Linked DNA regions of Mus musculus: regions 2, 3 and 4 are each linked to region 1. The links are chromatin contacts, called in public Hi-C and HiChIP or PLAC-seq maps. All regions are on one chromosome and are shown on one strand. The core of a region is the stretch at or near the end of the contact, and the rest is flanking DNA. Distances in the headings are between cores, read along the strand shown.

Region 1 (3,120 bases), core at 232-2,731:
CTGCCGTGGTGAACTGCGTCCCCTCACACCGTAGGCCAGAATAAAAACGTTCATCCCTAAAGTGGCATTTGCCATATTTCTGATCACAGCAATAAGAAACATAATTAGCACAATGAGAAAGCCAGTGAGACACAGAGATAGCTGGGCTTGAACCCAGGCAATCAGACCCCCAGAGTCTATTCTAGTCACACCATCCTGTTTTGCAATTTCTCTGTCGGAAGAGGGGGAGGGGCTGGTGGGATCTTTTGTGGAATGAGCCAATGAACAGACAACTGACCACAATGAAGGCTTAGACTGGCTTAGGCTACCAAGGGAAGGTAGGGGACAGGGATGGCTGGAAAAGCTAGGCACGCTAAGCCAGGTACAATGATGGCACAGGCACGTAATCCTAATGGGAGAGTGTTTGGTTTCAGACCTTGGAACAAGGAACTGAGGTGCATATTTTATACATCAAAGCAGGCCTCCAGGGTCTCTCAACCCTCAAAGTTACCTTCCTCTAAAGGCGTTTGCTTTATGATCCAGACATTTTGGGGGCTCTCCCTCTCTCCCTCCCTCTCCCCCTCCCTCTCCCCCCCCCTCCCTCTCCCCCCCTCTCCCCCTCCCTCTCCCCATCCCTCTCTCTGCCTGTCTCTCCCTCTGTCTCTCCGTGTCTCTCTCTCTCTGTCTCTCTCTCCCATCCCTCTCTCCCTCTCTGTGCCCAGGCCCTTTCTCCCCCCATACTCCACCCCATGATGACTTCCCAGGCCTCAGTCCTTGGGGCCAGCGAACTCACCTGAGAGCAGCTTCCGGATAAACTTGTATTTAATATGACCTAATCTGGTTTGAATAGGCTCATTTCGCCATCAAAGAACTAGCCTATTAGGGAGAGGTAAAGGCAGGAAGGATGCTTGTGAGCTTGGAGTCACTTTGAACTACAGTGTGGCTTTATCTCAAAACAAAACTGCCCAAACAAAACCAACCAGGAACTTGGTATAAAGAAAAGGACTGTCAGACTATCATGAGTCTGTGTTCGCCGCTGATTTATTTCAAGGCAGACTTCATTGCCGCCCTGTCTCCCGAGAAACATGAAGGGACACTAGACTGAAACTAGAACTTGACCTTGGCGAGGCCACTCATGGGAAGGGGCGTGGCTAAAAAAGTAGCTATACATTCTTTCGTCCTTTATTTCCAACCAAGACTGGAGCCATGATTCAGAGGTTTCATCGGTATTGGAAAGCTGAAACTACAAGGTATAAAACTCCCTGGATGGGGGGCTGTGGAAGAGGCACAAAAGGAACCGCAGCTGGGGCAGGAATAAGGTCCTCCCGGTGCTGTGGATTTAACAGGTCTGCCCAATTTCAGAGTCCCCAGCCACTTCAAAGGGGACAGAGTGGGAGAACTTGGATACAGCTAGGAAGTTTAACAAGAAACTTTAGAGCACTGTAGAGAAGAAACCAAACGTGGCTTCTGCCCTGACCACACTGTTGTGTGCTGTGAAACAGGAAGTGGCTGCTGAATGTCCTCCTCACGCGCTCGCTCTCCACCTTCCGGGACAGAAGTTTCCCTGGAAACCCGCCGCGATGGTGAAGCAGATGGAGGGAGGCAGGGTGAAGAGCAAAGACCACATGTTATAAAACGGGAACACTTGCTTTTATACATCGAGTGTGCGTAGTTGGTGCCCCCTTCATGGTTCCAATCCTCCCGATCGTTCGATAGGCCCTCTGTGTACAGTACACTTGCCTCTGACTGATTGTGCCTTCAAGGGAGGGCTCCTCCCATGCCTGCCCCGGGTTTCTACGTGCCTCCATCCTGCTTCAGCCTGGAACATTCTATTAATACTTCTAGCAAGACTCGTTGCTCTTTTTGTTTTTAAATCCTAATCTTCCCCTCTCAGATTATCTTGAAAAGAATCAGCAACGCTTGGGTGTGTCGCTTTGTACATTGAACGGCTGTCTGGTCACCCTGAAGGTGATGTGGTAGACACAATAAAGCAACCCCACTGATCTATATCCTTGTATAATCTTGTCCCCTGGGTATTGGTAGAAACTGTGACTTGCTTCTAAACTGTAAAACAATGGCAAACATGATCAGATGTCACCCTGATGACCATATTTTGTTATAAAAGACTGTCTTGACTGGATGGAAAGGGTCCCTTGCTAGCTTTGAAGATACTGTGTTATGGGAATGCCGTAGAGCAAGGAACTTCAAGAGGATAAGGGTCCCAAACCAACAGCCAGCAGGAAAACAGGGACCTTGGTGTCCTAACCTTAAGGGATAAATTCTGACAACACGGAAGGAGTTCAGAAGCAGGTGCTGGCTTCCCTTTTCAGGTTTCTAGAGGAGCACACCACCCAGCTGACCCCCTGTAGCCCTCGGATACCCTGAGGTCAGGATATAGCTGAGCCGTGTTCAGATGCCTCCCATGGTAGGAAACTCTGAGCTCACAGCAAGGCGAGCTTTTGAAAGGGCTAACTCGGCAGGCACGCAGTAGATAGCCGAGAAAGGCAGCAGACAAGAGATACTCTGGAGATGCTTGGTGATAAGAAGAAATCAGAAAAGACAAGAGACTTTTCAGAGCCTCTTTTAAAGACAGGCGTACTTCACAGAATGCCCCACCCAGCCTGTGCTGTGTCAGTCATGTAGAATTTGCCTTGTATAAACACTGCGACTATGGCTTTGAGGAGATATTTGCGCCAGTCAGGTTTTAGCCAGGAAAGCAGAAATCATTATGCCACTTGAATGATGTAATGCACATGCTCTCTTGAGCAGGCGGTGAGAGCAGACAGCAAGCCTGAGATGAGCATGGCAGCCTAGAGGCTAGCAGCAACTCCGGGGTGAGGGTGGGGGGGTCTAAGCAACCTCCGGGCTCCTCCCTAAGTTCCGTATTTTATATGGTGCTTGTGTGTATGCACAGGTTAAGCATTTTGTTTTGTTTGAGACTGGGTCTGGCTCTGTTGCTCAGGCTGGCTTCACACCCAAGATTCTCTTGCTTTAGCCTCCCAGTAGCTGAGATGACAGGTATATTCCACCGTGGTCTGCTTCAGTTAGGGAACGCGTATGCCTTGTCTTATTATTAGTTGCTTATTATTAGTTGTTTCAGCAGATTCGATTACTGGAAGTCTGAGCTTCCCTACGGTAGCT
Region 2 (3,120 bases), core at 194-2,693, 220 kb before region 1:
AACCACAACAAAAACCAGGTGACAGATGATAAATTATCCTTCTAAAACTATTACTAGTGTCTTTTGACAAAATAAATGCCAAAGAAATCCTGGAAATGGTGTACTAAACCTAACTAGACCTAACTGGAGCCCACTGTGAACACATTAATCTAGGAAAACTGAGAAGCTTGTCGTCTGTACAACATACCATATCTGAGTCGGCAAGCTGGCACTATACATCCTTTTTATTTATGACAGAGGCCTTGTTGTGAACAGAGCCTTGCTAGTCCAGGCACCAAGAAATTGCCATAAAAAAATAGGTTTCCCAAAAAAAAGTCTGCAATAAGTTGTAAAAAGAAAACAACAACAACAAATGTGGTGACTGCAGGAATGTTTTAATTGCAGATACTTGGAGCAGGGAAGACACTCAAGTCATGTGGAAAGATAAATTGTCCTCACAGACTGAACATGAGAGCAAGAATCTAAGAACGTCACTCACGAGTTGCCTCCCTGTTTTCCAAAAGCCACACACTTCCTGTGAAACATTAGTAATAATAATACCAATAATAACACCAATATAATAGCAATAATAATAAATGTATGGGAATGGACCAGGGGCCTCTACCCTACAGCTTCTCAAAATTTACTGTCAACATTTAAGAAACAAGAAACACCACGAGGCTCCACAGGCTCCGCCCCTGGGTCCACGTGACTGAGAGACGGACTGCGTGGTGTGCGCTGCAGCGTGAATTATCGTTTAAAGAGCCGGTACCTGCACTTGGGCCTACATTTCTCTCTCTTAATCGTGGACAGACAAAATCAATTTTCGTCTCTGGGCCTCACCATAAAATGATCTGTGTAGAATAAATGGCATGAGAGTTCCCTTCAGGAATACATTTTTGTCACTTTATAGGAATTCCCTGAAATGCCGTTCAGATGAGGGAAAACTCTAGGGTCCCGTCGTATTTACTAATGCCCACGAGAAGTTACCAGGGAAACGGCAACATGCCTCCGCTGTTCATACTGAGGATAGACAGGTATGCCTAAAAATAACTGAGAAGCTACTGTTCTCCAGGATCCATATCAGAGTCGTCTAAGAGTTTCTATGCAGTCAGTCTTTCATATCAGAGCATTACAGAGAGGCACACCCAAACCCAACAGTCTCATAATCACACAGAGAGAAAGGGTCTTTATCTTTAAGGAAGGATGGAGCAGAAAACACCGAACAAAATAAATGTGTTTTGATACCACTCCCTAAAACACGGGACTGAATTCTCTCCTATCTACGTCCAAATGTGGAAAAAGAATTAAAGAGGAAAAAGAAATTTGAGATTACAAAAATCAAACACAATAAAGGTCAAACGAATAAAAAAAAAAAAAAAAACCTGCAAGGGCAGAGGGGGCAGGACTTCCTGTGGCAGAAGGTAATGGGGTTTTAATCAGAAACTGATTTGATTGACAGGCCATCACAACTGAGCTCTGGGCAACACCATCTGCCACCACTCAGGGCTCCTCCCCATTTCCCCTAGTCCCACAATTACCTTGACAAAGAAAGAGGCAAAACAAAGAGGTAAAAACATCACGGAAAGGTTAATGGCCACCACCGATTACAAGCTATTATGCTGCAGCTGTTTTAGTTTAAGTTAAATTACATTTATTTATTTAGTATATGTGTATACACACACACACACACAGAGACACACACACACACACACTCACACACACACACACTCACACACACACTCACACACTCACACACACACACACACACACAGAGACACACACACACTCACACACACACTCACACACACACACTAACTCACACACACACACACACACACACACACACACACACACACTCACACCGCCTGTCAGGACATTCTGGGGGAGTTTGTTCTCTTTTCCCATCCTAAGAGTTCCAAGACAGAGCTCAAGGAGTCAGGGTTGGCAGCAAGCAGCTTCACCTACCGAGCCATTTCACTCACAAGTGTTTTGTTTTTAATTCTAACTATAATTTTGAGTCTATGAATATCAACATTAATTTTCAATGTGCCTGATTTCTAAAATGAATAGAAAGAAAAGCCTAACACAGATCCCAAGTGCATTTCCCATATGGAAACAGATTCGATTCACTAACAAATAATGTTTTTACATAAAATGATGTTATGAGATACCATGCGACATGTCAGTCTCCCCTCCCCCAGTCTTCCTAAACTTCAGACTATGTCCCATCCCTTTCTTTAGCTCCTCTCAAAAACTCTCTAAAGAACCTGTTAGGAACACTGCGTTTCCATACCCCTTCTTTCCCCCACCTCCTCGTACCCCCACCGCCATACCCTATTCCCAAAATGGGAAGGCTCAGGTAGGATTGATTCCAAATCAAAGCCAGACTGGACTTCAAAGTGAGATGGTCTCAAAAAGAAGGGGGGATGGGAAGGTATGTGCACTGGCTAGTTTTGTGTCAACTTGACACAGCTGGAGTTATCACAGATAAAGAAGGTTCAGTTGAGGAAATGCCTCCATGAGATCCAACTGTAAGGCATTTTCTCAATTAGTGATCAAGGGGGAAAGGCCCCGTGTGGGTGGGACCATCTCTGGGCTGGTAGTCTTGGGTTTTATAAGAGAGCAGGCTGAGCAAGCCAGGTGAAGCAAGCCAGTAAAGAACATCCCTCCATGGTCTCTGCGTCAGCTCCTGCTTTCTGACCTGCTTGAGTTCCAGTCCTTTGGTGATCAACAGCAGTATGGAAATGTAAGCCGAATAAACCCCTTCCTCCCCAACTTGCTTCTTGGTCATGATGTTTGTGCAGGAATAGAAACCCTGACTAAGACAGTATGATATTCAAAAATAATAGTAATTTGATATATACAGCTAGCAGTCTGTGGTATGTACAAAGAACTATGTAAAAGAAACCTCTAGAATAGCGTGTGTCAAAAGAAACACTCCCTCCTCTTTCGAGTCTTCTCTAACTGGGCAGAAGATAACTCAAATAAAAATTTCAAACAAAAACGGGGAAGGACCTTCAGATTAAATGAACAGAAAGGCTCTCTGGGTGAATGCAATTCTGAATGTGAAGATCATCATGTTTATTAAAGAGGAAATCGGATGGGCTCACAGAAGAACAGAGTGGCGGCAGAGGCCTG
Region 3 (3,120 bases), core at 385-2,884, 220 kb after region 1:
CCCCCCCCCATTATACTGCTGTCACCTTATTACGTTATTTTGCCTTTTTGCTGTCATAGGAATTGTTTCCGGGGTTTTGAACATGCTGGGCAAATCACCCTACAACTGAGCCAGTTTTCACTGATTTCTTTTCAACACCTTAGAAATGGTGTGCAGTTCTTAGTTGTACAGCTGTACAAAAGTAGACAGATGATGACTGCCTTCAGTAGACTCCATGTTGGCTATCCCCAACTGTGGAGTACCATCCTGTCTCTGACAGCTTTGCTTTAGGCTTTCTTTACAGGGTAAGAGACATTTCTGTGTTGGTCAGGATGAAGCTGCCTGTGACTCAGCAGAACTGAGCCCTGAGAGGCAGAAATTCAATGCAGCACCTGTCAGGGATGCTCCACCCCACATGAACCATCAAGAACAATCCTGTCAGGGCTTTGGATGGTCCTCCGGCTTCTCTGGCTTTCTACCCAAGGTTCAAAGTTATAACTATCCTTGAGGATCTTCCTCTGTCTACTAGAACCTAGAGGTTGGAAATAAAGTATTGAGAATTTACTTGTAAATATTCATGGTCATGAGTCTGGCTCAAGTCCTCTGGCCTCTGCTCCATCATCAATACTGGATCAGCCTCCTCTTGGATGTCCTGTTGTTTCCCTGTGTCATGGAGATCCTGCAGCTTTGGATCCACAGGACCAGCCTCTTCATGCTCTCCAGCAGTTCATAGATGAGGTAGATGTTGCAGTGGACCAACTCAGAGCCCTGGATATTATAAGCCTGCTTGGTTATATTCCCTCACGTGTGCACATGCATCTGCCACACAGAAACACACACCAAATACTACAGAAAAGGGTTGCTTTGGATCTATTTAGACTTCTCAGTATTTCCGTACTATCCAATATACAATAAAGATTGTGCAAAATCAGTTTACATGTGTGCAATAGGACATCATTGGTGTTTATCGTTTCTATGACCGCATTCCTTTGCAAATAATAGAAGAACAAATGCCCTCTGCTCTTTAAGAAGCTAAAGGAAAGTCAAATAAGGTTTTCTAACTTGTAGATAGCATTCGACTATTAAGCACCACTGTCAAGAGTGTCCGTGTGAAGAGACATACCTTACTCTAGAAGTTCAGCAATAAATCGGGCACATCTGTGCTGTGCAAGGAGGCACCTGTGAGCTGCAATCCCAGCTCCGCTCTGTTCGGTTTGATAAAGACCTGAGTATTGATTTACTCAATGGAGTTGCCGCTATTTACCTCCTAAGGTAAACAGTGTTTGTGTGCAATGCAAAGCATTGGCCACTGCTTACTAAGAACCTAATATCCCAGGCACAAGGCTACCCTTGTCCATTGGCTGATGGGGTGGAAGACCAGGGGAAAGACTCCAAATATCACTCAGCTGCCTCTGCTCCAATACATGGCTGGTGCCAAGTCCCCAAATATAATCTTTCCTAAGCTAATTACCCTGGTCTTTCCTTGACTACTGATTCTACTTTCTTGAGTCAGTTTGCTAGAAACCCATCCCAGCAGAGAAACACCACGGGAACTTGTTCTGTTGTGTTCCCACATGCCTGATTCACGCTAGTCTCCCTCTTATTGATGCTTACCAAGTCAGTATGGCTGCCTGCCACGGTCTAATATCTCCCTAGTGGAGACTGTAATCACCCATATTCAAGTCTAGAGCTCCAGCCTGGGCAGGCAGTGTATCAGAGCATAAAGAAAAAAACAAAAATAACAAAAAACCACATCTCTTCTGTGAAGGCCTTGAAAGTGCTGGTTGGAGAAGAAAGAAAAAATAAAAGCAAAAGCCACATTATCTAGGGACACAGTAAATACATACAGCCTGCCCAACTCACCAACTTGGCTTGACCAATTAAAAATTCCTCTTATGTAAATAGTTAATAAAGGATCAATAGATGGATTGTATTTCCATGAATTACAGAGTTTTTATTTAGGGGCACAGTTTTTTCTTTTTCTTTCTTTTTTTTTTAAATTCAAACTTTTATTTATTTTTTCCTCCACATTCAACAATCCCCATCTGTTGCTCAATGTCTGCAGCCACATGCTCCGCTTCCTGTTTATAAACGAGCGCTGTTTTCAGTGAGTCAGCAGATTGTGTTCGGCACAGAAGTGCAGTAAATTGTGTCAAGGCCCAGGAAGTCCAGGGGACTTTTGTGAATGGCCTAAGAATGTTGGGCCTTCCAGTGGAAGGGAACCAGATTTCACAGCAAGTGACTACGCAGTGCGAAAATCAGTCAGCGAGGAGGGTTGGCCGTTTCTCACTTAGTTAAAGGCTGGACCAGTGCCAAAGATACACAAAGCCAGCCACTGTTTGATTAAGGTGTCAAAGACAGATTTTAGTAAGGAGCAATTACTGCAATAGGGAATAAAGTGTTTGTACAGAAACGCTGTGAGGGCTTTCTCCCTGCATTGAGAGGAGTTGAGGCAGCATCTACCAGCTTCTAAGGTCTCAGTAATAAAACAAAGTTTAGTTCCACCTGTTTCCACTAAGGAGACAACAATTTACAGAGTGTGGGAGACAGGTTACTGGCAGGAGTGTAGGTCTCCAACCCCCCAAGCAGCCATGCTAGAATGACATCATTTTGCATGGATGATGGCTTTGAAGGGACATTTCCTATTTCTTAGACATGGCAACTCAGGTCTTCAAGCACACACTTGCTCCTGTGACAAGACATGATCACAACTCCTTTCAGACTTCTATGAGACGGACCCCAGTGTCCTGCTCTGTTATAACAATATACCACAACCTTATTTAGGTTCAAAGGAAGGACAGTTAGTCACCATTTCTTCATAAGGGAGGGGGAAGGGCATGCTGTAGAAGACCTTGTGACGTTGTAGATATCATTGTGGTCTGCATAAGTCACTTGTGCATCACTGTGCCCCAAACCTGAGGAAAGATTAATTTTTGGCTCAAGGTTTCACAGCATAGTCTGAAGTGGAAATTTCTGGTTTCTTTGGAACCTCAGTTATGTCATAGGATGTTTTGCTGGAGCAGATAGGTAAAAAGTTGTTTTGCTGAAGTAAACATGTGAGAGGACACGTGATGTTTAGAAAGAATATAAATATGACCCCACAGACAGTGGGAGGAGATTCTGGCATTGGTTCAGCTTGCA
Region 4 (3,120 bases), core at 327-2,826, 170 kb after region 1:
CACACACACACACAGAGACAGAGAGAGAGAGAGACAGAGTCAGAGAGAGAGAGAGAGACAGAGAGAGAGACAGAGAGACAGAGACAGAGAGAGACAGAGACAGAGAGAGAGACAGAGAGAGAGACAGAGAGAGAGAGACAAAGAGAGACAGAGAGAGAGAGACAGAGAGAGAGAGACAGAGAGAGAGACAGAGACGAGACAGAGAGAGAGAGAGCTATGTGGTAAGGATAGTAGCTACTTCCAGGTTGGGGGTGAGGCTGCTACATGCATGACTTTCCCCTTGGGCACGCCAGTGTCTCTCAATGTGGAACACAGCCTACAAAATCAGTGTCATTTAGGTGTGAGCTCTACCTTGAGAGGAATCTACTGTAGTGAGGATCCCCGTGAACATGGCTCTCCTTTCTCTTCAGTTCTTCATCTTTGAAATCTTTCTACATGTAAAGCATACAGCATATGGTTATCTGTCTTGGTTAGGGTTCCTATTGCTGGGGTAAAGCACCCTGACCAAAAGCAGCTTGAAGGGTAAAAAAGTTTGTTTCAGCTTGCACTTCCAGTAACAGTTAATCACCAAGGGAAGTCAGGGCAGGAACCTGGAGACAAGAACAGAATAGAGGCCCTGGAGGGTCACTGCTTACTGCTTTCTTCCACATCTCAGGACCACCTGCCCAGAGGTGACACCACTCTCAATGTGCTGGGGTCTCCCACACCAATCATTCACTAAAAAAATGCATCAAGGACTGGAGAGATGGCTCGGGGTTTAAGAACACTGACTGCTCTTCCAGAGGTCCTGAGTTCAATTCCCAGCAACCACATGGTGGTTCACAACCATCTATAATGGAATCCGATGCCCTCTTCTGGTGTGTCTGAAGACAGCTACAGTGTACTCAGATATATTAAATAAAGAAACCTTTTTTTTTTTTTTTTTTTTACAAAATGCACTATAGGTTTGCCCAAAGGCCAGTTTGGTAGGGGCATTTTCTCAGTTTTCTCTAGAGTCCCAAATGACTCTAGTTTGTGTCAAGTTGACATAAAACTAGCCAGCATAATAGCACTTTTATACTCTTTGTTAATATGGTCACATTTGTGACCTTCTAAATGTCAGATGCTCTGATGAGTATAGGCTTTGGTAGGCCGAATAAGGAGAGACTGGTGGCACGGGAGAAAGAAAAAGTCCACAGAAGGAAACCCAAAGCTGAAATTTGGTTCAAAACATACTTCATTTTTCATTTCCAATGTGCTGAGTCTGGGCCCTGAGGACTCCAGGGAACCTCTGAATGTCTGGAATGCAGTGGAGAGACGAGGGAATACCCCTGTCTCCTTTCCCTTCCTCCCTCTAAGGAATCCAGAGCTTCATGGTGGACCCATGTGTACCTCCCTTCTCCTGAGCTATCTCCCTGGCAGGGGCTCGGCAGACCCCGCTTTTACAAACAAAAGAAGCCAGCGCAGATCCAAAGTTCTAGGCGATTTTCCTATGTTGCAGCTGACTCTGCCAGTTTAGCACAATGCACTATAGTCCAGGGATGGAAGAGGCAGTTTAACCACAGCTGGAAGTTTTACAAATGGAGGTTAGACAACGGCACAAAAGGAGAGAGTAACAACCCTGTTAACATTTATCTGGGATTTCTCACTCAACTCCTGAGAACCACAGGGACATTGTGTGTGCTAAGGAGCAGTCTGTTGACTTTCTCAAGGGCAGATAATTTGGTAGAAAAAGCTGGTGATTTCTATGCAGAGTTGAATGGTTTGCTAATTTCACTGAATGGGCTGTTAGTGGACTCCCTCCAGCTATTACACCTGCTATATTCAGTTTCACAACCTTAATCAGTGTAACCGAAGGTATAAGATTATATTTGTTATCGCAACACAAATAAAGATTCAATAAGTCATGGAAGAAACAACTGCAAAGGAAATGATTACTTATAAAGCTTTGTTGTTATTACTGCACGTACGTCTTTAAAATTTAATGTAGTCAAAATGAAAATACAAGCCACCGGCTGGGAAAAGATAACTTACGTTCACACTACAAGAGAAAAACTATCCAGCACATTAGTAAGAACAACCTTAGAAAGTAGCAGCCGGTCAAAGTGCAGAGACAGAGGATCTATGGGATGTCCAGGCATAAGTGGGACATCTAAATGATACCTTCTCCTCACCGGGCTCTGAAGCCATTTCATGAGAAAGGATGGAAAGATTGAAAGAGCAGAGGTGGGGGAGGAGCAGAGTGAAGCATATCTTCTGGACATGGCAGGACTAACTGATAAACTCACAAACTCACAAAAGCTGCTGTTGTCTGCCCAAGTTTGAGCCGGTTAACATTCTAGCTTGGAATGTGGAGGGACTCACAAGCCTCCTCCATCCCTAGCTGAGGATTCACCAACTGTTGAGAGCTTCCTGGGGAGAGGGAGACTCGGTTTTCTTTAGGGCTGTGGTCTCTGGTAGGTTAATGGTACCACAGCCATGAGTACATGGGCAGTACACATTGGGCTTCATTTGTTGTTGAAGGTGGGTGTGGTCTGGAGGAGACAGGATGATGAGAGATGGCTCTGGGAGAAGCTGGAGGAAGGGTGGATATGGTCAAAAGGTATTGTGTGAAATTCTCAAATAGTTAATAGACATGTTATGTTAACAAAGCCCTTAGAAGTCAACAGGACACAAAGCTAATATAGGAAAATTGGCAAAGGATTGTAAACCAGAAACAGACCCAGAAGAAAACAAGAATGTGAAATAAATAAGAAAGTAATGCAAATTAAAATAACCAACGGTGAGATCCTGAATTACCATATCTCTAATTCTTGGGACTTTTAGACTTTTTCATTGGTTACTCTGGGGAGTGGAGATGTTGGTGTAGATGTTGTTTAATTGTGTAGAAAACATTTGTTGGAGAAAACTTCAGCAGCATATAAAGATATGCCTACTTTCAAACTTGTCAATTTTATCCAATTTATCCCTTGGAGATTCTCATACACATCAAAGGGTGGATTTGTAAAACAGCTCACACTCAAAACTGAAATATTAGGCTTGACTTAAATGAAGAATATTGTAGTAAGTCATGGTATATTCCCACTGCGGGAGCTTCTACAGCAGTGACAATCAAGGGAAATTGTGCTCCATACGTTTTAT

The links. Hi-C and Micro-C count contacts between places; a contact is called where the count stands out from the background. HiChIP or PLAC-seq counts read pairs in DNA pulled down with a chosen protein or histone mark.
Region 2: a Hi-C map of regulatory T cells shows a contact between it and region 1, with 2.1 times the contacts expected there. The contact joins two enhancer-like sites. A contact is called at or near these places in 6 of 15 datasets of contacts at CTCF or cohesin (the G1E-ER4 cell line, embryonic stem cells, large pre-B cells and 2 more), 132 of 484 Hi-C or Micro-C datasets (the 4T1 cell line, the AML12 cell line, the AtT-20 cell line and 60 more), 15 of 115 datasets of contacts at active chromatin or transcription factors (astrocytes, embryonic forebrain, embryonic stem cells and 6 more) and 1 of 9 other capture datasets (embryonic stem cells).
Region 3: an H3K27ac HiChIP or PLAC-seq map of microglia shows a contact between it and region 1, with 5 times the contacts expected there. The contact joins two enhancer-like sites. A contact is called at or near these places in 7 of 484 Hi-C or Micro-C datasets (3T3-L1-derived adipocytes, bone marrow-derived macrophages, embryonic stem cells and 2 more), 4 of 115 datasets of contacts at active chromatin or transcription factors (acute myeloid leukemia, bone marrow-derived macrophages and microglia) and 4 of 9 other capture datasets (adipose tissue, embryonic stem cells, liver and 1 more).
Region 4: a contact with region 1 is called in an H3K27ac HiChIP or PLAC-seq map of extraembryonic endoderm stem cells, with 2.4 times the contacts expected there. The contact joins two enhancer-like sites. A contact is called at or near these places in 1 of 484 Hi-C or Micro-C datasets (stem cell-derived neural stem cells), 1 of 115 datasets of contacts at active chromatin or transcription factors (extraembryonic endoderm stem cells) and 3 of 9 other capture datasets (adipose tissue, embryonic stem cells and liver).

The regions. Positions count from the first base shown.
Region 1 is chr13:113,634,527-113,637,646 of GRCm38.p6, reverse strand. No RefSeq gene overlaps it. Among named protein-coding and RNA genes, the nearest start is that of Snx18, 18 kb to the right of the region's middle. Within about 2 kb of position 1,481, at least 92 of the 459 cell types and tissues checked have an H3K27ac peak or open chromatin away from gene starts, as enhancers often do. A contact at or near this core is called in the G1E-ER4 cell line, acute myeloid leukemia, adipose tissue and 4 more, where this site is marked.
Region 2 is chr13:113,857,179-113,860,298 of GRCm38.p6, reverse strand. The region is part of intron 1 of Arl15 (ADP-ribosylation factor-like 15); the gene reads right to left. Among named protein-coding and RNA genes, the nearest start is that of Arl15, 64 kb to the right of the region's middle. Within about 2 kb of position 1,443, at least 24 of the 459 cell types and tissues checked have an H3K27ac peak or open chromatin away from gene starts, as enhancers often do. A contact at or near this core is called in the G1E-ER4 cell line and regulatory T cells, where this site is marked.
Region 3 is chr13:113,417,340-113,420,459 of GRCm38.p6, reverse strand. It overlaps Gm41071 (a long non-coding RNA gene), which reads left to right. Exons shown (of 3, transcript XR_873978.1): 3 at 311-910. Among named protein-coding and RNA genes, the nearest start is that of Gm41071, 5.1 kb to the left of the region's middle. Within about 2 kb of position 1,634, at least 124 of the 459 cell types and tissues checked have an H3K27ac peak or open chromatin away from gene starts, as enhancers often do. A contact at or near this core is called in acute myeloid leukemia, adipose tissue, bone marrow-derived macrophages and 1 more, where this site is marked.
Region 4 is chr13:113,467,402-113,470,521 of GRCm38.p6, reverse strand. The region is part of intron 3 of 4921509O07Rik (RIKEN cDNA 4921509O07 gene); the gene reads left to right. Among named protein-coding and RNA genes, the nearest start is that of 4921509O07Rik, 34 kb to the left of the region's middle. Within about 2 kb of position 1,576, at least 1 of the 459 cell types and tissues checked has an H3K27ac peak or open chromatin away from gene starts, as enhancers often do. A contact at or near this core is called in extraembryonic endoderm stem cells, where this site is marked.